4 separate regions of the Sus scrofa genome follow, and all the other regions are linked to region 4. Evidence: chromatin contacts called from public HiChIP or PLAC-seq data. All regions are on one chromosome and are shown on one strand. Each heading gives the region's core, a stretch centred on a gene start, on an enhancer-like site or on the middle of the called end of the contact. The rest is flanking DNA. Distances are from core to core; before and after follow the strand shown. Region 1 overlaps LOC106505748 (a long non-coding RNA gene). Region 2 overlaps LOC106505748 (a long non-coding RNA gene). Region 3 overlaps LOC106505748 (a long non-coding RNA gene). Region 4 has its middle 190 kb from the start of KCNMB2.

What was found. HiChIP or PLAC-seq counts read pairs in DNA pulled down with a chosen protein or histone mark.
Region 1: an H3K27ac HiChIP or PLAC-seq map of skeletal muscle shows a contact between it and region 4, with 6 times the contacts expected there. The contact joins two enhancer-like sites. A contact is called at or near these places in 2 of 2 datasets of contacts at active chromatin or transcription factors (alveolar macrophages and skeletal muscle).
Region 2: an H3K27ac HiChIP or PLAC-seq map of skeletal muscle shows a contact between it and region 4, with 8 times the contacts expected there. The contact joins two enhancer-like sites. A contact is called at or near these places in 2 of 47 Hi-C or Micro-C datasets (embryonic fibroblasts and heart right ventricle) and 2 of 2 datasets of contacts at active chromatin or transcription factors (alveolar macrophages and skeletal muscle).
Region 3: a contact with region 4 is called in an H3K27ac HiChIP or PLAC-seq map of skeletal muscle, with 8 times the contacts expected there. The contact joins two enhancer-like sites. A contact is called at or near these places in 4 of 47 Hi-C or Micro-C datasets (embryonic fibroblasts, fetal skeletal muscle, heart right ventricle and 1 more) and 2 of 2 datasets of contacts at active chromatin or transcription factors (alveolar macrophages and skeletal muscle).

What each region holds. Positions count from the first base shown.
Region 1 is chr13:115,604,113-115,609,574 of Sscrofa11.1, reverse strand. The region is part of intron 1 of LOC106505748 (a long non-coding RNA gene); the gene reads right to left. Among named protein-coding and RNA genes, the nearest start is that of TBL1XR1, 120 kb to the right of the region's middle. Within about 2 kb of position 3,439, at least 33 of the 83 cell types and tissues checked have an H3K27ac peak or open chromatin away from gene starts, as enhancers often do. A contact at or near this core is called in skeletal muscle, where this site is marked.
Region 2 is chr13:115,711,061-115,716,161 of Sscrofa11.1, reverse strand. All of the region lies in intron 1 of LOC106505748 (a long non-coding RNA gene), which reads right to left. Among named protein-coding and RNA genes, the nearest start is that of TBL1XR1, 230 kb to the right of the region's middle. Within about 2 kb of position 3,266, at least 6 of the 83 cell types and tissues checked have an H3K27ac peak or open chromatin away from gene starts, as enhancers often do. A contact at or near this core is called in skeletal muscle, where this site is marked.
Region 3 is chr13:115,733,799-115,738,699 of Sscrofa11.1, reverse strand. All of the region lies in intron 1 of LOC106505748 (a long non-coding RNA gene), which reads right to left. Among named protein-coding and RNA genes, the nearest start is that of TBL1XR1, 250 kb to the right of the region's middle. Within about 2 kb of position 2,384, at least 20 of the 83 cell types and tissues checked have an H3K27ac peak or open chromatin away from gene starts, as enhancers often do. A contact at or near this core is called in fetal skeletal muscle and skeletal muscle, where this site is marked.
Region 4 is chr13:116,556,567-116,561,697 of Sscrofa11.1, reverse strand. No RefSeq gene overlaps it. Among named protein-coding and RNA genes, the nearest start is that of KCNMB2, 190 kb to the left of the region's middle. Within about 2 kb of position 3,192, at least 17 of the 83 cell types and tissues checked have an H3K27ac peak or open chromatin away from gene starts, as enhancers often do. A contact at or near this core is called in fetal skeletal muscle and skeletal muscle, where this site is marked.

The DNA of each region.
Region 1 (5,462 bases), core at 2,190-4,689, 950 kb after region 4:
TGTTTATGTTTCCAGTCAGGGGCAAGGAAGAAAAAGATACTAAAAACCTCAAGAAAGATTTACCTAGTGCAGAAATTGAGTTATTTCCTGTTTCAATACAAAAATGCCTATTTTTGTAAAATGATCTTTCTAGAAGATCCAGAAATTATCTTTCCATGCCTTATCAAGGAATACTGTAAGACATTTTCAACATCAAAACATTCTCTGACAGAATCACAGACTTTTCGAATTATATATATATATGCTCAAAAGTCTGTACTCATTATCAGGGATTATTATTACTGTTATTTCATACTCTTTTTCCTGAAGGATCACATGAAAGTTTCTGGGAGATTTCAGATGTATTGAACAGGTCTCAGATTGTGACAGCCTGCTTCAATGTCTGAAGGTTGCATGGGCTTAACAAAGCAGGGGACAGGGAAGAAGGTGGGGTGGGGAGGAGGAGAGCCTGTATACTTTTCTGCTAGAAACCAAGCCAGCTGTGCACAGACTGGGCTTGTCCTGCCCTGGGCCTTCCTCATGTAAACCAACAAATGAGTACACATTTCCAAAGAACAGCAACATTACTAGCTAAGAGTAATCAGGTGTGTGCTAGATGCCAAATCCCAGCTGAGCATTTTCTCGGTCCAACCACTCTGAGAGCAGGTCTGATTACTATCCCCATGTTATAGGTGGGGCCTCTGAGGCTTAGGGAAGTCAGGTAACTTGCCCAAGGCACATAGATGGAAAAGTTAAGGTTCAAGCTCAGGCAGTCTGATTCCCATAGCTAGTCAGTTTCCTAAAGCCTAATGGAAATGAAATGACATGGCCTTGAAAAAAGTCTTTTGGGCAGTTGTTTTTTTAATGTAACGAGGAGCGACTGGATCATGGAGCTACTGAAGGCATCTTCCTCAATACCTTTGAAAGGTTTGAAGATTATATTATTTAATATAATACTAGCTGCTGAGATAAAGAAACCCCCAAACTTAATAAATACATTAAAAGTTTATTTATTGCCCATATCAGAGTCCACTATAGACCCTGCTCTTCGCAGTCAATCAGGGGCCCAGGCTCCTTCCATCCTGTAGCTCTGCCTCAAGATCCTTGGAGTCCTCTGGGTTTAAAGGGTATATGGGAAAACAGAGGGAGAATGGAGCAAGAGTGGACCAGGCAAGTTCAGTCACATGTTCATACCTACGATAAATGTGACTGGGAAATGTACTCTAGCTGAGGTACAAAGAGAAGCAGGGAACATGGACACTGGGGACTACTGGGCTGCATGGCACAGGCCTGCAAGCCTTGTAGTTGCCCAGCTTTGAGACCAAAGAAACAACCCTGATACAGTGACAGAGACTTAATGGTTTATTGGACAAGGAATCTTATATGTCTGAAGCAAAGAGTCCTGGGACATCAATTCATGGTGCACAGCCTACAGCAGGCAGGACATGGCAGCAGTCTTCACTACTTGGGAGAGAAGGAGGCTACCAATTAGAGGGGCAATGGACGTCAGGTTGGCTTATTGGTTACCAGGGAAAGCAGAGGCTGGGGCAGGTGGTAGGGGGCAAGTATGCAAGCAGTTACTGATTAAGCCCTACAATTAAGAGGATTCATGTGAGTGAAGCAGGGCCTGCTCAAGCAGGGGATGTACAGGGAGTAAGACATCTTGAATGGCCTGACCATACAGGGACCTTGAGTGGTCTTTGCCTCAGGAACCAATATCTTCACTGGACTCACTAATTTCTTCTCTCTTTGCTGCCCAATAATTATTCAAAAAAACAATTTTAAGGAATAGTACTACAGAAGATTTCCTTAAGGACGTATCATCTACTGATTTCTAAACAGCTCAGCGTGTACTTAGATCCATTGTTTTGCTCCCACGTTCAATATCCTGGAAACATGTTTTCTAATTTGTGAGTTGTTGTGCCTTTGGCTTGCACTGAGGAATATAATGAGACACAGCTGTATGAAATTCACTGTTATATCTGAGAGGATGGTATTAAGAACTTCTCTTTATGAGTAAAAGCTATGCTTCCCTTGAATTGATTTTTTTTAGTCTTATGAATATTCTGAACCTTATAACAGATCATCTGTCCCACTTTGCTAAGGCCACTTAGCAACTCAGCGCCAAAGTTAACACCATTCTCCAGACACTAAACGGAGATTTTTAATATTTGCTTCTGTGTACAAATTTGACCTGTCTTTATTATGTTACTATCAAAATAATTTTCCCTTTACTGTAATTGTTGCTAGTGCTTATTTTATATTTTTCTATCTTATATAGAGAGCCTTGTGGTGCGAGATGAGTAAAGAAAGTGAATTTGGTCCTATTTGCGATTTGGAGCCTATGCTAAATTCCAGCTTAGTTGTGGGGGGGGGTGGTTCTGGAAGACAAATATGATAGATACTCTCCAGCTGTCATGTCACTCAGTGCACAGGAAGCTCTGTGGGCAGCTGACCTTCCCAGCTGATCTCAGGCCTGTGGCATTCTTAGAGGTATCGTACAATGTCTTAGAGGCAAAAAGTGCTGGGTGTGTATAGCATGTGTGACAAAACTGCTCTCTCATTCAGGGCTTTGCTTAATGAGGAGCTGTGGAAACATGGAACCCATGGGAACAGTTTAGGAATTCACCTTGTGCTCACACTGGAAATTTACTAGGGCTAACTAGCTGAGTGACCTTGAGCATGGCACTTAACCTCTCTGGGCTTCCCATGTCTTCATCTGTGAAAATAAAAGGCCATTGGACCGTTGGATTAGATAATCTCTGAAGCCTCTTCTACCAAAATAAATCTGTGATGAATTCTTTATACAAATTAAAATAATTTCAAAAATTACACCAAGCATTTTTGAAATAAATGACTATGTCTAGAGAAAAAAAAAAAGCCAGTGGACAACCCACAAATAGTGAAGCAGGCTGCAGGCTAGGTGTAAAGGTATTCTGAAACCACTATGGTAAAATACAGCTTCTTTTCTTTCCTCTCTGAGCAACAGGAGGTCACAGTTCCACTCTACAGAGGTGAAAGGTTGTATGGACAGGATGTATTAATTTGAATCGGAATTTGGCTGGAGCACCTGGACAGTTAATCCATCTCTGGGCTTCAGGAATCTGATATTACTCTAAGAACACTGTTGCAGAATTCCCAGGGCATGCTTGACATGGGAATCAGCTAGCTTGATTGGTGGGCTATGGAGAGACTCTGGTCCACCAGACATATCCCCTGGGCAGGTTCCTAACTGCCCGGGTCTGCATGAACAGGGTAAAGCATCTTTCAACTGTCATCCAGGAGGACTGTGAGCCTGCCACGATGAGTCTTTGCTGGCAGTTCAGGAACCTTGTGCTGAAAATGCATTTTATGGTGAAATAAGGGATTAGCTAATCTTTTGGGCTAACGGAGGGCCAGCTACAAATGTTTCCTGTGTTTATTGTGAAACCCTGAGATGACAGAGAAGTTCCTCATTGCTCTCTGTGAATTTCCCTTCCCCCAAGACATCCATTGGTCACACAAGCCATTATCTGAAGCAAGCTGGTCAGAGCATGATGTTGTAATTTTTCTTGGTTCATACTCCTAAATTAAATCTTCTTAGAGAAGACAAAAAAAATTTCAAATCTTGTCCAAATCATGGAGGAATTTCCTAATTTTTCATTTATTGGCTAGTCTTATTTTTTGTTAAGAAATCATTCTTTGGATTCTCAAGGGCCAAAACAAGAAGAATTAAAAAGAAAAACAGAAACAAAACACCCTAGAAACTAGGCACTTAAGCAATAAGGATTCAGACACTTGCGGTTTGATATGACTATGCCCTGACAGAGAGTTCAGGCTGTCACCCATAAATTTCACATATGCAGATGAGACCAACGATCCACTTTGATGAATAAATGTTAATATGATTTTCTTTGACTCATACTGTATGCATTTAATATTCTCTTTAGCCTTACTTATAAGAGAGGTTTTTTCTTTTTTTTTTTTTCCCCAAGGATAAAGGTGTGGAAATTTCCCAACCACACTGTTCCACTTCACATTTTCTTCTTTCTCTTATTCTATTTTCACTGCAGGTCAAGCAAATGTGTATTATTCAGCAGCCTCTGGGAACCAAGGAAAAACTAACTAGCGACTACTATAGCAAGGCTTCTATCTGTAACCACGAGGACTCTCACATTCAAACATTACAACCAGTAAAAGTCTAGACCTAAAATATCTACCCTCTTAATAGTTGTGTCTTTTTATTATTATTTAAACATGGGCTATAAGCTTTCTGACATAAAAGACTGGATGGTCTACCTTTTGAGAAGTCCAGGGGAAAAATATGAAGATTTATTTGTATTTTCTTATAATGTGCATAAAAATATTAGAAAGATACACAAGAAACTACTTATTATCTGTAAAAAAAAAAAAAAGTAAATGACTGTCTTCCAATGATCAACTGCTGATTCTGCCCAATCTCTTTATTTCTTCAATAATAAATCCATTGTCATGCATTTAAAGACTGAACCATGCCAAAACTCAGCTGAAAACACTCACTCTCCCTTCCCAATAGCATAAGTTGTTTCTCATTAGTTTCATTAATGCCATGAAAATTCTAAAACGATACTAAATGAGAATAATATTTTAAATTTTATCACACTGCCAGCTGAGAAATCTCAAAGTACAATGTTAATATACTGACATTCACCACACAGCGAAACAAACACGGTATTTCAAAACTGAGAAAGTTAAAGCCTCCTAAGAGAAGACTGTGGCCACAGCTTCCTGAGTCCTGTTTACATATCTCCTTTGTTGAATTAGATTCCTCTCAGAACTCATCTCTCACCAGAGTTCATGTTTGAGTCCACTCTGGTCTGTGTCTTTGTGAGAGCACTTCAGTGGCCAAGCCACAAAACGGCTGAGCTGGTTAAAACACAAATCAAACCAGGAATTTCTGCCCTGCAGCTGGCTTGGGATGTAACAGTTAACTGAGAGCCAAAGGTCTCTGTAGACCCTCAAGACTAAAGGTTAAGAGGCGAGGTCTGAGTAGAACTGTTTAGAAGCTGCATACCACACAGCTAGAAATAAAGACTGAGCTATTTCCTGGAGAATTTGAATTATGTGTACAGCCAATCAGAAACAATAAGTGGATTTGTGTGCAGTGATAATAATTCCTCATACTTATAGATAGATTAAGAGTTTACACAGCATTTCCTATATATTTTCTCTCATGGAGCCTCAAAACAGCTCTGTGCAGCAAAAAAGGCTATTACTCGAAATGCTGTTTTAGAGATAAGAGCTCTAAGCCTTAGGGCATGAAATAGTTTGTCCCTTTGAACCAGATATGAGTGGCAATGGTGAGATGGGACTCACACTTAGGTTTTCTGAGGATACTTTCCACTCAGGCTGCCTCAGGTCCTCAAATCCAGTCACTTAGTTAACTTAGTCAACTTCCCATTTGACAAACGTGAAAGTCCTATTAATCTAACCCTGAACTTCTACTAGGCTCTTTGCCTTGTACT
Region 2 (5,101 bases), core at 2,017-4,516, 850 kb after region 4:
AAGCCCTACAGTCCCAGAACCCGATTCCCCTCTGAGAGACAAGAAATGGATTCCTAGCCCTGATGGATGGAAGTATGCTGCCCTGGAATGCCACAGCCAATGGGGGACAAAGCACCAGCTACAGTACCTGGCAGTATGCTTCTGGCCACTTGGCTGTGTTTGCCCAACAAAATGTTTTATCAATTTATTACTTATTTAGGAGGAGGGATATTGAGTTTGGTTGGCTGGGTGTTCTCTTTTCTTTGGTGAGAGAAGTTCCAGGAACACTGAGGAACTGGTAGCCCCCCTCCCCACGGAAATACTGAAGTTGCTACAAGGGCAATGGCCCCCAAACAGCCACTGCTAGCTGATCAGCTGAGAACCTCCCCACCTCCCCACTTCACATTCAATGTAACCATTCTAGCTTTAACCCACATGTACAACCACCAGACGAGCATATCTCAACACGGCAAAGCTGGACTAGATAATCCCTGAGATACTAACAAACCCAAAAAATGTCTGGATAGATAACCAGGAAGGAGGTGGATCATCAAAGAGGGCAGACTGGACTTCTAGACTTTCTGCTCTTAGTGACCAACAGAGCGATTGAGCTTTTCACCCTGGTGACTACTTTGTACTTCACACTATGAAGCTGGACACTCTGGGGGTCATGTATTTTATCCCTAAATAATTCGATACTGTGGAGGGATGAGGGTGGTAAATAATAAATTCATTCAGCACCTACTACATTCTAGGTGCTGTACCTAACATTACTAAATATGATTTCATTTAATCCCAAAATAGATAGGTATTTCACTTCCACTCAATAAATAGGAAAACTGAAGTTCAGAGAAGTTTTAAGTTCAGAGTTAAAACAGCAGTGAGTTAGAACTAATTAAAATTCACATCTATCTGAATCTAAAAATCCATGAGCCTCCCTAAAATTAGCTGCTAGAATGAAAATAGCCATGGTCAACTTATTATGGAATATGACCTTTGGGAAGTGGGAAAGCCACAAAATACAAATAACAAAATGCCAGGGACAAAACCTAAATGTAAGCATTTTCCAGTTGACTTTTCAATTTGGAGGTTGTGGTATATCATTTCCATGCATTAGGTTTACACGAGTTTGAAACAAACTGCCTCCTTCAGTCTTTTTCAGCATGAAATTTTAATCAATGTTGTCTTTATTTTTCTTCCTGGTCATAATACTATCTTCCCTATTGATGAAAACTGATGATGCATGTCTAATATGAATAGAAGAAATGAAAGGGCGACAGCAGAGGCAACCAGAAGATCAAAGAAATGGGAAAAGATGGTTTTCATGAACATATAAAATATATGATTAGAAGTGAATGAAAACTTCTCCAAAATAGATAAAATACCTCTGCTGTTAATTTGGTTGATGATTCATGTTAAAATAGCTTCTGTTTACATCTATCTCCCTATTCTTGCTGTGCTATATCCTTTCTGCCTTCCTTTACCCAAATAACTCTTATACATTCTTCAAGACAGTTATCACTCAGGTCCAAGGTGGGCAATTTCCACCTCCTCCGCACTTCTCTAGCTCCCTGTGCATAACCATGTAACTGCTATGATCACTGAAATTTCTGATCCACCTCTGAACCATGAGCTGCTTGAGGACAGGACCTGGGTCTTTGATGTATCTTTATCCCCTAGCACACATGTAACACATAAGGACACACAGTAAAAGCTGAATTACCCAAATTGAATGTTTTCGTCTTTATAAATAAATGCTCTGATAAATGATATTTAAATTGGGACAAAATAATATCATATTATGTCATGCTAAATTAATGTTTTAATCTGAAGGAAACTACACATTTGCAAATAACAACGCCTAGCTAAAAACCACCAGAAGAGTCCAACCCAAAATTGTATAAATTAAGGCTATTAATATTGAACAAACTAATATTCGTGCCACCCAAAAAAGTTTATTCTGTTGCCTTTCTGCATGTCAAAGAAAAACTCAAGTTCTAGAAGTTTCTAAAATGATTTTAGTGGTTGGGGTCATTCAGCACATACTGGGAAGTAGACATGCAGACTCTTTCCTGATAATTCCAACCTCACCATTTTTTAACTGGTCTCCCTTTTTCCAGTTTATCTTGAAGTATGTTTTTATTATCTAGGGCTTATCCTAGATCTGTATGACTTTAATCAATCATTTAGCATTACTCACCCTGTTTTCTCTGTTTCATCATCTATAAACTCTGCCTTCACGGTTGTGATGTGGCACAGAACTATGGAGCATGCCAAGACAGGCTGGCAAGACTGATGTGCCATGATCCAGGCAACAGCAATCCAAGTCTGGAGACTCTAAAAAGTCTTTCTTAGGTGGCTGCAACTACTGTGACATATGCAAGCCAACTGTAAAAGCACCAATTTACTTTTAAGAAAAATTAGTAGTGTTGTAATTACAATGTAGATCAGACCCCACTGTCAACAGTACCTTCAGTGGTGGAGTGTATGCAAATAAACACATAAGTGGAAGGGAGACAAAGCACAAGGAAACAAAAGGAGAGGATGTGTTAGTTAAGAATTCCTGGCACTTAACTCAGGGAAAAAAAAAGTCTTTTTTTTTTTTTTTTTTTTTCACATTCTTGGAGCCTTGGGGAACAAGGTAACATGCTGGGATCCTTTCTGAAGGCTTGTTTTGCTGAATCAGTACCAGTTACTTCTGAGAAGTTCCCAGAAGAGTTTCTTTCCCATTAGTTCCATTTGTATCCCCAAAGCTACAGAAGAACATCAAAACACTGGCAATTATTCCAAGGCCTGAAAGTTTCAAATAATGGATCTTGCTGCCACATCTATTCTTCTAAAACATGAATTTTATCATGTCATCCCCTGCTCAAGGACATACAGCATCTTTCTCTTGCTCTCGGATCAATCGATGTTAGTGTTACTGAACATCCCATCTGGTGCACAGCCCTCCACTTCTATAGGAATAACTGAGTATTTTTTTTATTTATTTAAAAAATGTCTGAGTACCTGTAAAGTGGCAGACGCCATGCTGGACACTGGAGGGGATGCACAGGTGAACAAGGTATGATCCACACCTTGAAGAAGCACAGTGTCCTGGTGTTGCCAAATGAGTAAACAATATTTATAACACACTGTGCTAAGACAACACTGATGATATAGGCACAAAATTTTGTGAATCCTAAGAGAAGGCATCGCAGAGAAGATAACGCACCAGCCAGGTTATTGGGGATGAGCAGGCATTTACCAGATGACAAGAAGGAAAAGGGTACCAGGCTGAGGGAACAGTGTAGGCTGTGTTGACCTAAGTCAAAGAGAAAACAATGAGAAATGTAGATTGCTATATATTATTTGGTATTTTATTAAGTGCTGGAAATTATAAACTTTAATACAACAGAGATCAAGAAAATAGCACCTGGGATAATCAATCTTTGACCATGTTATTCCACTACTTTCCCCAGATAGAACGGAGGAGGAGAAAAGAAAACACACACACACACAGATAGATCTTGGAGAGAGATCTGAGTCAAAATCACAGTTCCACTAAAAAGTGTGTTGTAGCTAAATTAGAAATGCAGAAATTTTCACAGCCTTTCCCCAGCTCACCCGTTAAAACAGATTCTAGCTTATCTTTCCTTAAGTCCAAGGAGTCTTACTCTTCAACACGAGTTATTTTAAGCTTTGGAATGCAGAGTCAGGACGGGGGCAGGGAAGAAAAAGACTAGAGGACTGCAAACTAGGTCAGGAGCTCAGAAATGAACAAGGCTCAACACCAGCGCAGGATGAGATCACAGAAAGGTATAAGTATTCTTCTTCATGGCATTCTAGAAACCCAAGAAAGAACTGTTACTATGAAACTATTTTTTGCTTGTACATTAACTTGTTGCTGTTTGCTTGTTTTGTTTTCCTTTGATTTTTAACCAACCTCTGTCTAAGACAGGGTACATGGATCATGGCTTTAGAAGAATCACATTAACTATGTTGGAATATTAGCTATTAATGAAGGGCTCTGATTTAACCTCTTCACTTTCCTTATCTGTAAATATAAACAAACATCTGAAAGATTTTATGAAGATTAAATGAATAATTAATATAAAATTCTGGTAATCAAAGAGAAACTTTCTCTTCTACTCCCATGTGTGCTCTTTCATTCAATTGTTTATTCGTTTAATTCATATAGTTTGATCACCTGCTACTGACATACTCTACTAAATATTTTATCCAATAAATCCAACCCATCTTAAATGCTCATCCTGTTTTAGTTTACCCACTATTGTTTTTTCCATTCCTCTTAGCTTTACCGAAATATAATTGACACAATATTGTATAAGTTTAAGGTCTACAATATGATTTGCTACGCGTATGTACTGTGAAACATTTACACAAAAAAGTTAACATATGCTTCACTCTCATAACTACCACTTTGATTATTGTTATGATAACATTTAAAATCTACTCTTCTAGCAACTATCAAGTACACAGTATAATAGTGTTAACTATTGTCACCATGCTACACATTGGATCCCTAGAATATATTCTTCTTATAACCAGAATTTGTAGTCCATTTCTTCCCATCTCCCTAACCCCAGCCTCTGGTAACCTCCATTCTACTCTGCTTCTATGAATTCAGCTTTTTTAGATTCCACAAACAAATGACCTTTTTCCCTCTTAAAGTAACAGCTCCACCTCCCTGACCTCAGGTGTGGACAGACATTTGACACAAGCTGGCCAATCATGATTTCTCCCCTTGGGCCAATACTGCTCCATGTGCAGGCCCATCCAGCCAGGCCAGTCAGACTGCTGCTTAAGATTTTTCAAACTAGAGCGGAGAAACAGGTTTTTTTCCCTCTACATTTAAGACTTTAAAGATGTAAGCATAAACAGCTAGCATCCTAAATCCAGTCACTCACTTAGAGAATTTTGAGAATGAAGGCAACCCACAGAGGGAAGAAAACAAAAGGAAAAAAAAAAAAAAGAGAGAGAGAGAGAGAGAAAGAATTCCTGTTCTTCCTAGGGGCTGATTATAGGAGTCAGTAAATGCAACTATTTGCTAACCTCACTTGAGGTGGTTCTTCTCTCTCAGGTGCTGGCAGAGTTCTGGCTAACCCAGCATCTTCCAAGA
Region 3 (4,901 bases), core at 1,135-3,634, 820 kb after region 4:
AGTTACTGCTTATGGTGAATTCTTAACTTGCCTATTTTATAATTTTGTACCATGAGCTCATCTTGAATTAAAATCTTTAGGAATTCTTTGCAACCTGGGCTGTGAAAGTGATCCTTCAGAGTGGCTTTACCTTTGCTTCTCCAGAAGTCCCTGGTAACTCACTATCTAGAGATCAATTTATATGAAATTTTTACATGTGATTTTGGACCACAGAGATGGTATAATTTGGATATTAATTTATCAAAAGGCTTTATTTTGTTTCCCAGTGAGAGCTCAGACCAAAATACAAAAAACAAAACAGACAAATATTTCTTGGCATCTCCCTAAGCCAATAAGCAGTACGTCAAGCTTGTTTGTTTGTTTGTTTGCTTGTTTTTCCACAAAGGGTGCTGCCAATTAGTACAGCAGATCAATGAAAGGGTGGAGATGGATTTGAAAGCAGTGTGTGATTAACACCCTCTCTAACCCACAGCAGCTGGGCCCCAGCAGGGCCCCTTTATCCTTTTAGGCTAGTCTCAGAAACTCATCTTTTCTTACTATCTTTCTGCATTTGCCACTACCAACCTGTCACTCGGTGTTCTCTACCAGCCATGGAGTAATTTCCTCTTCCATCAGCTGGAAGGAATAAATACCTACTCTGTTTATTTCACAGTGTCATTGTGAATTATGAGGCTCAGAGTCTCCATACCCATCTGGTCCCTAAACCAATATAAAAAGATAGACTTGAACTGGAGAGAAACTGAATTTTTTTAAGGTCGTCTTTGCTATCCCAGTGATGGGGACCACCTTAGAGTATAGTCCCAAAGGGAAAATATGCAAATCCAAATTATGATATACATTTATTTCTATCTGGCCTAATGCATACAGATGTCATTGACCTTTGATCCCTGGTCAAACCATGAGTTGTTTTGTAATTTCTTTGGATCTTTGAAGACTGGGGGTTATTATTGGGGTATAATTTTCCTTGAATCTTAATATTTCTGCACATCAGTTTGCAGAGATACTGACTGCCTTTTGTTCTGAACTACCTTTTCAAGGATATTTATATGCAGCCTTAAAATACAAAGATCAAGTTTGCTTACTGCCTTGGAAGATAGAGATAGCATTTCCTTGTGAAGCAAAGGGTAGACATTCTTACTGTCCAGTATAATAAAGAAAATGTCTCTCTCTCAAAAGCAAACATCAAGCATGCTGACTGCATATTATACAAGATTCAGGTTCCCTAACAAATACTGTTCTTCTCCTGTAGCAAACTGACTACATTTGCATCTATCGTCTGCCCTCTTCAAGACACCCCATGAGAACTGGGAAGTGGCCAGGAGGCTTGGGAACTGGCCCAAAAAATGCTGATTCTTTGGCTACTGCCGTTGCTGTAAGTAACACACTCTCCTTTGCCTATGACTCAGTTTCAACTCTACTGGCACCCTTGAAACCATGCAGGCTAAATGGTTAGCCTGCGAGTAGAGTAAAATCTTAGACCTTTAACATTCTTGGCAGTTATATAATGTCTTTCCATGCCTGCCCAACCCTTTTATGGTATTTATTTCTCCAAGAGTGAGATGGTTGCCATGTATCCATATAACATCTGGGCAAATCCTCTTGGGGTTCTATCCCAGAACTGTATGTCTTAATACAAGGAATGGAAGCCAAAAGTGGTCACTGGTTTCTTTGTTTCATCCTGTTACACATATTTATCTTTGGTATGCATACACTCATATATCTGGACAGCTGCAAGCAGAAGCAAACACACACATTATATTCTATGACTACTATATGCCTCTATGCTAAGCCTATACAAATGCATTTATAAACCCCACGAGATTAAGGATATAAAAATCTAACATTAGACCATCTATAAAGTTTTATTATTATTACAAGAGCTAAGGTTAGCCACCCCTGAGCTACCTGTTAGAATTTCCTCATTCCTGAAGAGAACTTTAGTTAAACATAAATCAGTGAGCACTCAGCTAAAACATTTGTTAGAGGTCAGTGAACAGAAGTTTGTTTCCTCTGTCAAAAGCTAAAAGGGACTAGGAACCATGTTTAATCTGTTGATATAAAGTATCATTGTGCCTCTATGGTTTGGTTGTATTTTCCTAACAATCCGGTTACTAAATTGTTAGATTCCAGAACTGACTCTTGACTGAGTCCACTTGGTCTAGCAATGCATATTAATTAATGAACAGGAAATGAGTTATATAAATTCCCTGGCTATCTTATTTTTCTTTTGTATTATTTATATGCTATCAAAATTTGTTCCAGTTGCTATGGATGCATAACAAATTACCCCCAAATTCAGTGGCAGGGAATGGTAATGAGTCATGCTCACTGATACTGTTGGTCAGGAATTTGGATGAGGCACAGTAGGGACAGCTGGTCTCTGCTCCGACATCTAGAGCCTCCCATGGAAGACTAGGAGCTGGAACTGTCTCAAAGCTTCTTCACTCATATCCAGTGTTTGGTGTTGGCTGTCTACTGGGAGCTGTGTCTGTTCTCTACATTACCCTCTCCACGTAAGTTAACCTGTGCTTCCTCACAGCGTGGAAGCTGAGTTCTAAGGGCAAGTGTCTTAGGAGAAGGAACAAATAGAAGCTGTATCTTTTTATGACCTAGTCTTAGAAGTCACATAGCATCGCTTCTGCCACATCCATTGATTAGAGAAGTCGAGTCTGCCCAGATTCAAACAGAGAATGTAGACCTCAAATTTCAGTGGGAGGATATCAGTCACAATTTAAGAAATGCATGTGGGATTGGGATATGTATATTGGTGTGGCCATCTTTGGAAAATACAATCTGCCACAGTATGTATTTGTGGTGATTCTCACAATAATCCTACAAAACAGATGCTTTCATATTCTTCATCTTATAGAGAGAAAATGGATTTTAGGCAAGTTAAACAACCTGGCAAGATAACAACCACTGGTGAACGAGTGCCCACCCTAACACACGTAATGCCTCACACTTGATCATAAGAACAACCATCAGTAAACTTATTCATATTTAAGTTTTGCTTAAACAAAGAATTCCTCCTCCCATAACCAGAGATGATGTTGATCTCTACCTAGAACTGCTGTTTTTCAGGATCTATTAACTCTTCTAGTTGATTTGGCCATTATTTCCCAAGTTCAAATGTGTAACATCTGGCACATGACCTGACTTTTTAAGGTTCTTATTTCAGCTGCCTCTGAGATTGTACTGTCAGAGGAGCGTAATGAGCTTGTACAGCATAGTGGAAACACAAATATGCTTTGGAGGCATATAAACATGGGTTTAAATCCTGGCATTAACACTTCTTGTTTTAATACAGTAAACACATTACTTAACTGCTAAGCCTCAGTTTCTTAACTACTGAAATGGAGATAACAGTATGCTTCTAGAACCTGGTACAGAAAGGGCATATTAATAGAAATACACACAGTATCACTTACACTTGACTCCATATTTTTATGCAGCATCCTAGGAACTTTGATCTAATTAGATGTTTTTAAGTGGTGTTGCATGAGCTCTTACAAATGTGTCATCATAGATGCCCACAGCTTCCTCTTCCAATACAGACACCACCATCACCATCACCACCACCCCTACAGATGAGCTCTAGAAATCACCTGAGGGCAGTGCTTCATCACTACTTTGGTTATAGGTGCTTCTAATGAGACAGTAGCAACAATCCTTCGAGATGTCTTAGAGGAAGAATATTCAAGTCTGTCACTGGGTGGAATGCCCCCTCTACCGTTCCACTTGGGTTACATAGGAAAACAGTGTATTCTGCATTTGCTAGTAATTTCTTTCCCCAGGGGGACTGTACCATCAGTCTTTGGAGCTAGGGTAGAACAGACATGCTTCTGTCCATGACCATAACCATCCTTCCTCCCTCACCCAAACATTTCTTCCTCTTTCTTCACAAAAATCAAAAACACACACAACTTACACAAGTCCCTTCTGCTCAGATCTGCCCATGTTACAGACTCCCCCGACCTGTGACATTCATGCTACCCTTTACACGCTCATCTCTTCTGCACTTCCTCCTCTGATTTTATATCCCAGCCTCTCATCTCTTGCCTTTCTGCTTGTCCTTTGCATTTGTAAATCACAAATCACAGTACATCCAGGTGGGGGTCAGCTTCAGTTAGCTGCTTTCTATGAGAGGAGCTGTTGGCCTGGTTAGCCCATACTGTGTACCCAAATTTTATTATTTAGATCCTCCCAGTGAAGTAAACAGATGTAACATTACCAGGAGGGGCCTTTGCAGACTTTAAAAAATTAAATAAAAAAGAATTCATTGAGAATGACTCAAAACCCATTGTGGAAAAAGAACCATAAACAATTCACATGCGAATAACTCAAGCTGAATGTTATTTGCAGTTTACTCTAAATTCAATTCAATGTAGGGTTGATGATCTCTTACAATTGCTCATCATTAAGACATTTTAATAATCCTTAGCCAGATGTGGCTGAGGGGAGTATCTCTGCCATGATCCTATTTACATGATCTTCTTTCAGATCCAGCTCTTCCATTGCTGAATGCTGAGCCCCTCTGTGTCTGTGTCTCACACCATCTGGGTTGAAGTGGCCACTCTCCTGAGTCAAGACTTAATGTCAATTATTTAATGCCATCTCTCTATCTGTAATTACTCAAAGCTCACTTTTAATTCAAATTCCTCATCAGTTCCATTTTTCGGAGGCTCCTTTCCACACGGATGTTCTACAAACTGCCATCTCTGGCTGCTTGCTGCCATAAATAGCACTCAGTCTCTACATCCTGTGCCACTGCAAAGAGAAGTGTTGTATAGCCCCAGGCATTTTGGTGGGAAGAGAGCTACTTCCAGTTTGGATAGTACAAGAAAAGCTTCCCTTGTTGCCCAGATCTCTGCTACTTCCTGTGTTTCCATGGCAAACTTCCC
Region 4 (5,131 bases), core at 1,943-4,442:
AATAGAGAAAGGAAATGCCTACCTCTACATTGCAAGTATCTACAGTTTCCAAAAACCACTGATCTTCTCAAAACCTCTTTAACACCTACCTTTTTTTTTTTTCTTCCATCAGTGAACCTTCCTCCCTCTTCTTTTAGAAAACCAAGGTTGTATAGCTATGATGGACTGAGTCCCTCTCTCATAAGGTCCTATAGGCTAATTTATACCTGCCATCAAAATCATTTCCTTCCTAGTATCAGAAGAAAGGATACCCCACTTTTTGTTCAACTTCAAATTCTCTCAGGGATTATGGCCCTATCTTCTCCCCCTTCTACTAAGACTTGCCCCATTAAATATTCAGCTTCTTCAATTAATATTTTAACCTTTTTTCAAAAACTTTTTTTCATGGCTCATTCTCCTTAGCCTATAAATTTGAGCAGTTCTTATCTAAGAAAAGAAAAATAAAAGAAAGGAAAAAAGATGTCTTTGCATCTTCATTAAGCAAATGTCAGCAAGTGTCAGCTCTGTCTCTTCTGGTCCCTCAAAAGCTCTGGTAAAAATTATCTGTAATCTCTTCTAGTTCCCCTTTTAATCTATTGCAGTTGAATGTTTGGCCTCATCATTCCTCTGAAACTGGCCTTAATACCTCACCAATGGCTTTTTTTTTTTTTTTTCTTTTTAGGGCCGCTTCCCGTGGCATATGGAACTCCCCAGGCTAGGGGTCTAATCGGAGCTGTTGCTGCCAGACTATACCACATCCACAGCAACGCCAGATCTGAGTGAGCCACGTCTGTGACCTACACCACAGCTCACGGCAACGCTGGATCCTTAACCCACTGAGCCAAGCCAGGGATTGAACCCACAACCTCATGGTTCCTAGTCAAATTCGTTTCCACTGTGCCACGACGGGAACTCCACCAATGACCTTCTAAGTGACCATTCCAATTGATGGTTTTCAATTCTTGCCTTATGGACTTTTCTCCTGTATTTCATGCTGTACATTATATCCTACCTCTTGAACTTTCTAATTATTTTTCTTTGGTGACACTTTATTCACCTTGTTCTCCTGTACTCCTCTGGCCTTTGTAGACTGCTCTTCATTCACTGAACACTTACCTACTAGGATCCCCAAGTCCCATATGTGAAAGTCTTCAGTGGTTCTCCATCACCATTAGGTAAAATCAGGCCCCTTAGCTTGGCACAGCAGACTTCTCATAATCTGATGCCTAAAATGATACCTCGATCATACATTAAAAATTCATACCTCGTAAATGTTCACAAAATGAAAATATGTAACAATAAGTGAATACAGTTCTTAAAATTTTTAGAGTTCTGATCTACCTTAGTGTTTACATGTGTTTATTCAAACGTGGACCATATATTCCAATTTTTGCTTGGGCAAATTAAGCCTCTGAATATTTGGGTGATATAATGTAATAAGATATTGCTATGGTGAATCATGCCAATCTACTTACTTTAATACAGTAGGACTCTCTTATTTTAGCATTGGGCCTTCTTGGGAAACTTACCTCCTACAATAATATATGGCTGTGGTTTGAGTATGGAATCCATTTTTGTCATCGTTATGATATTCTAAGTACTCTAGGTCTCATCTACTCTTCCTTCTTCAAAAGTAAAAACTAATTATATTGCAGTTTTTGAGACATATTTGGTTGAGCCAAGAAGATGGTTATTTTGTTTGTTTCATGCATTGTTCAGTCTATATCACAACTCAACTCTGCAAAAACTATCATTGAAAATATATTAAAAAAATTAGAGTGGCTGTGTTCCAATAAAACTTTATGAATACCAAAATTTGAATTTCATATCATTTTCTTGTCACAAAATATTATTCCTCTTATTTTTTTCTACCATATAAGGAAGTGAAAAAAAGATGCCCTGTCTCCTAAGCTGTACAAAAATAGGCTGTGGACAAGTGGGTGTTGGAATCAAGTGGTCTGGAATCAGACCTGGATTCTGTAATAAATGCTAGGATTTTGAAAAAGCCGTTTAACCTTTCTGAGTTTCTTTCCTTGACTTTAAAGTGGAGCTGATAATATCTATCACACAATATTTTGGTGAGAATTGAAAGATAGTACATGAGGATATGTAGACATGAAATATCTGAAATAATTGAAAACCCACATCTTAGTTATTTTTGTCCTGCCTCAAATGGTGATCTCTGATGGAGAGAATAAAAGCCCCCCCCCTTTAGTGTCAATAACAATAGGCTTTTTAAATATAATTAAACCCTTGTTTTTCTTAACCTTCACTGGGTTTTGCTCTTTTGGGTGTCCCTCAGCATTTACACGTTAGATCATATTTACCTCTGTTCATATGTTTCATCTTGTAGCATTCTCCTGTTTCTTTGAAAATGACTTATTGAATGATTTATGGGATGGAGGAAAACAAGTTACTGGGAAACTTTACAACTTTGTTTTTTTTTTTAAGTTTTATTAAAGTATAGTTAATTTACAAGGTCGTAATAATTTCTGCTGTACAACACAGTGATCCAGTCACTTTGTTTTGGTTTAGAGTAGAGGAATGGTCCATGATAATTTTCTCTGTCTACTTTGCAGGGTTTTATTTCACATTTTAAAAAGGAATTGTAGTCTTTATCACTTTTTGAAATGTTTTCTGATATTGTTAAGCTTTAAAAGTAAGTTTATAAAAGTAGTTTGAACAGCCAGTTTATGTAGAAACAGTGGGATGGCAATGCCCTGCTTTACTGTATTCACTGATTAATTTCCAGGGCTGGAAATGTGGGAGTTGCTGGCAGTGGGGGGCAGTCTTGTGGGGAAATCTGAGAACCGGGAGCCTTTCTGACATGTAGGCACCATCACCATTCAGATTATTTTCACAGAGGGTAGGCTCTATTTGGTCTTCCGTGGGGAGAAGGAGGAAGCAGCAAAACGCCAATTTCTCCTATTCCCTGTTATTTTTTATGTCATGTTTACAGCAGGAAGGGTGGATGGGACAGAGCAGCCTCTCTCCTGACGCCACGTCCCTCCATGGAGCCCCCCGCCAAGATGTACTGGCAGCTCTATGAGATGAAGATTTTATCCTGGTGTCCTGGCCAGCTTCCATCTGGCTAAAGGCATTTTATCTAAATATTTCCAGGCGCCTATCTCTGCAGTATTGAAGTGCTCAATTAGATATGGCCTAAGTCTTTGTAGCATATCAGTGTGCGCTGCTGAACAGCTGCTGCATTCCAGCAGAGGGTGAAGTCATCTCTATATATAGAGCACTGTTTGGAACAGTGGCAGATTCAAGCAGGCAAATGCACACCTGAGCTATAAGTCAGTCACCTGCCCAGAGTAACAGAAGTTTCTGGAGAAACCCTTTCTTCCTTAAGGGGCAGGTGGCATGGAGACCACAGGGTCTTTTTTGAGATTTTTTTTTTTTTTATAGCTTATAGCCACTCCTGAGGCGTTTTTTTTTGTTTTTTTTTTTTTTTGTTTTTTTTTTCTGTCATCTCCACAAATAGTGAAAATCATTGTATACAAAAGGGACTATATTTTCTTCTGTGATTTTTCTTACAACTTGAGGTTTGTTTATTGATAAGTTCATCACATATTGCCCAGTACCCTGGGCATTGTTATTTATTAAATATTATTGTTAGAGTTAAGTCATTCTGCTCTTGTTCGTTTAGTACCTGTTTTTCCTATTAGATGGTGAGCTCCTCACTCCTGGTACAGAGTACTTGAATAAATACATAAATATTGAGTGTTATGTTAATTCATAATTCCTAATGAAGTATGTTGTCTTGGTCCCCACCTAAAGGTCATATAAATTATTGCTCCTTCCAAAATGATCTGGAAAAGATGTAAAAACACAGTTCCTGAATTCTTGTGTTAGTTTTCAGAGGGCCATAGCTACCAGTGTGGGGGATGGATATCTGGCATTGGAAAGGATCTAGAAAAGTCACTTAGAGCTCTTTCTCTTATTTGGTTGAACACAGGTTGCTTTGCTTTGGAGACAAGAACAGGATGAATAGCCAATTGCACAAAAATGCCTGGGCACAGAAACAAGATGGAATTGTTGAAAGTTCCAAAGTTTCAGCCTGGCTCAACCACTAACTACCTTTACTACTCTGGGAAAGTCACAGAATTCTAATGGGCCTTAGTTCCTTCCTCTAACAGATAGTGATAATAATCCCTGTCCTCCTCCTCTCACAAGGTTGTAAGGAGGAATGTGTCTGAAAATGCTATGCAAACTATGCCACTCTTAGACATGGAAGGTACTGCCTTGTCATCCCTGCCTTATCTGCCAGCAAGGGTCAGATAGTCATGTGAACATCCCACCTCTGGCCACCTGGAAGCAACATTTCTCCCTTTAGTGACTGTAAAGGGAGCAGGGGGCAGGCAGATGAGAGATATTCTGAGGACAGTCTGCTTCCTGGTTTCTTGATATTGCAGATCCCCTGAACAGACAGCCACTGTGAATTCCTCTCAGATCTCTTCACTCTACCCATCAGGGGGTAGTGATTCCACTTCATTTCACGGAATCAGAGGCCACTGAAGGTCACATAGTGCCCAGATGAGGAACACCAGAAGAGAACATTTCATATATGGCCAAAGCTCTCCTTATCCCTCAACTTTTGTTATCAGCTGTTAAAGCCAGAGTGTGTCTATGGGAACATAAATTATTTCCTGGGGAGACAGGTGTCCATGCTATAAGAACTTGGATGCCTCAGTGATGCATTTGTGCAAAGAACTTTTTGATGCTGTGAGGCATGCAAGATGCAGACACTTGTCTAGTGTTGATTTGTGGGACCCACCTAGTTTTTCATTGTTAGTCTTTAAATAGCTAGAATGTTGTAAGCGTGCTACCAGGAATGCGAATCCATGAGCCTGGAGCAAAGAAGATATCTTGGATGAATAACTTTAAATCGGTTCTAAGATTCTGCCATGGGTCATGAAACTCTTTCTTAGTGTACAGAATAACCCAAAGTAGGTAAATGCCTTATGAGCACTAATACTTCTAAGTTCGCCAGAGGCACAGATGAGAGCATATAAGTCCTCTCTGTCCTTTAATTTTTCACTTGCCCCTTATATCCCTATTCAGCCTCTGTTGGTCTTTCAAGTCACCTAAACTGCTGGTCTGATCGTCACGTACTCATGGGCAGGAGGAGGAGGAGTTGAGCTGATTA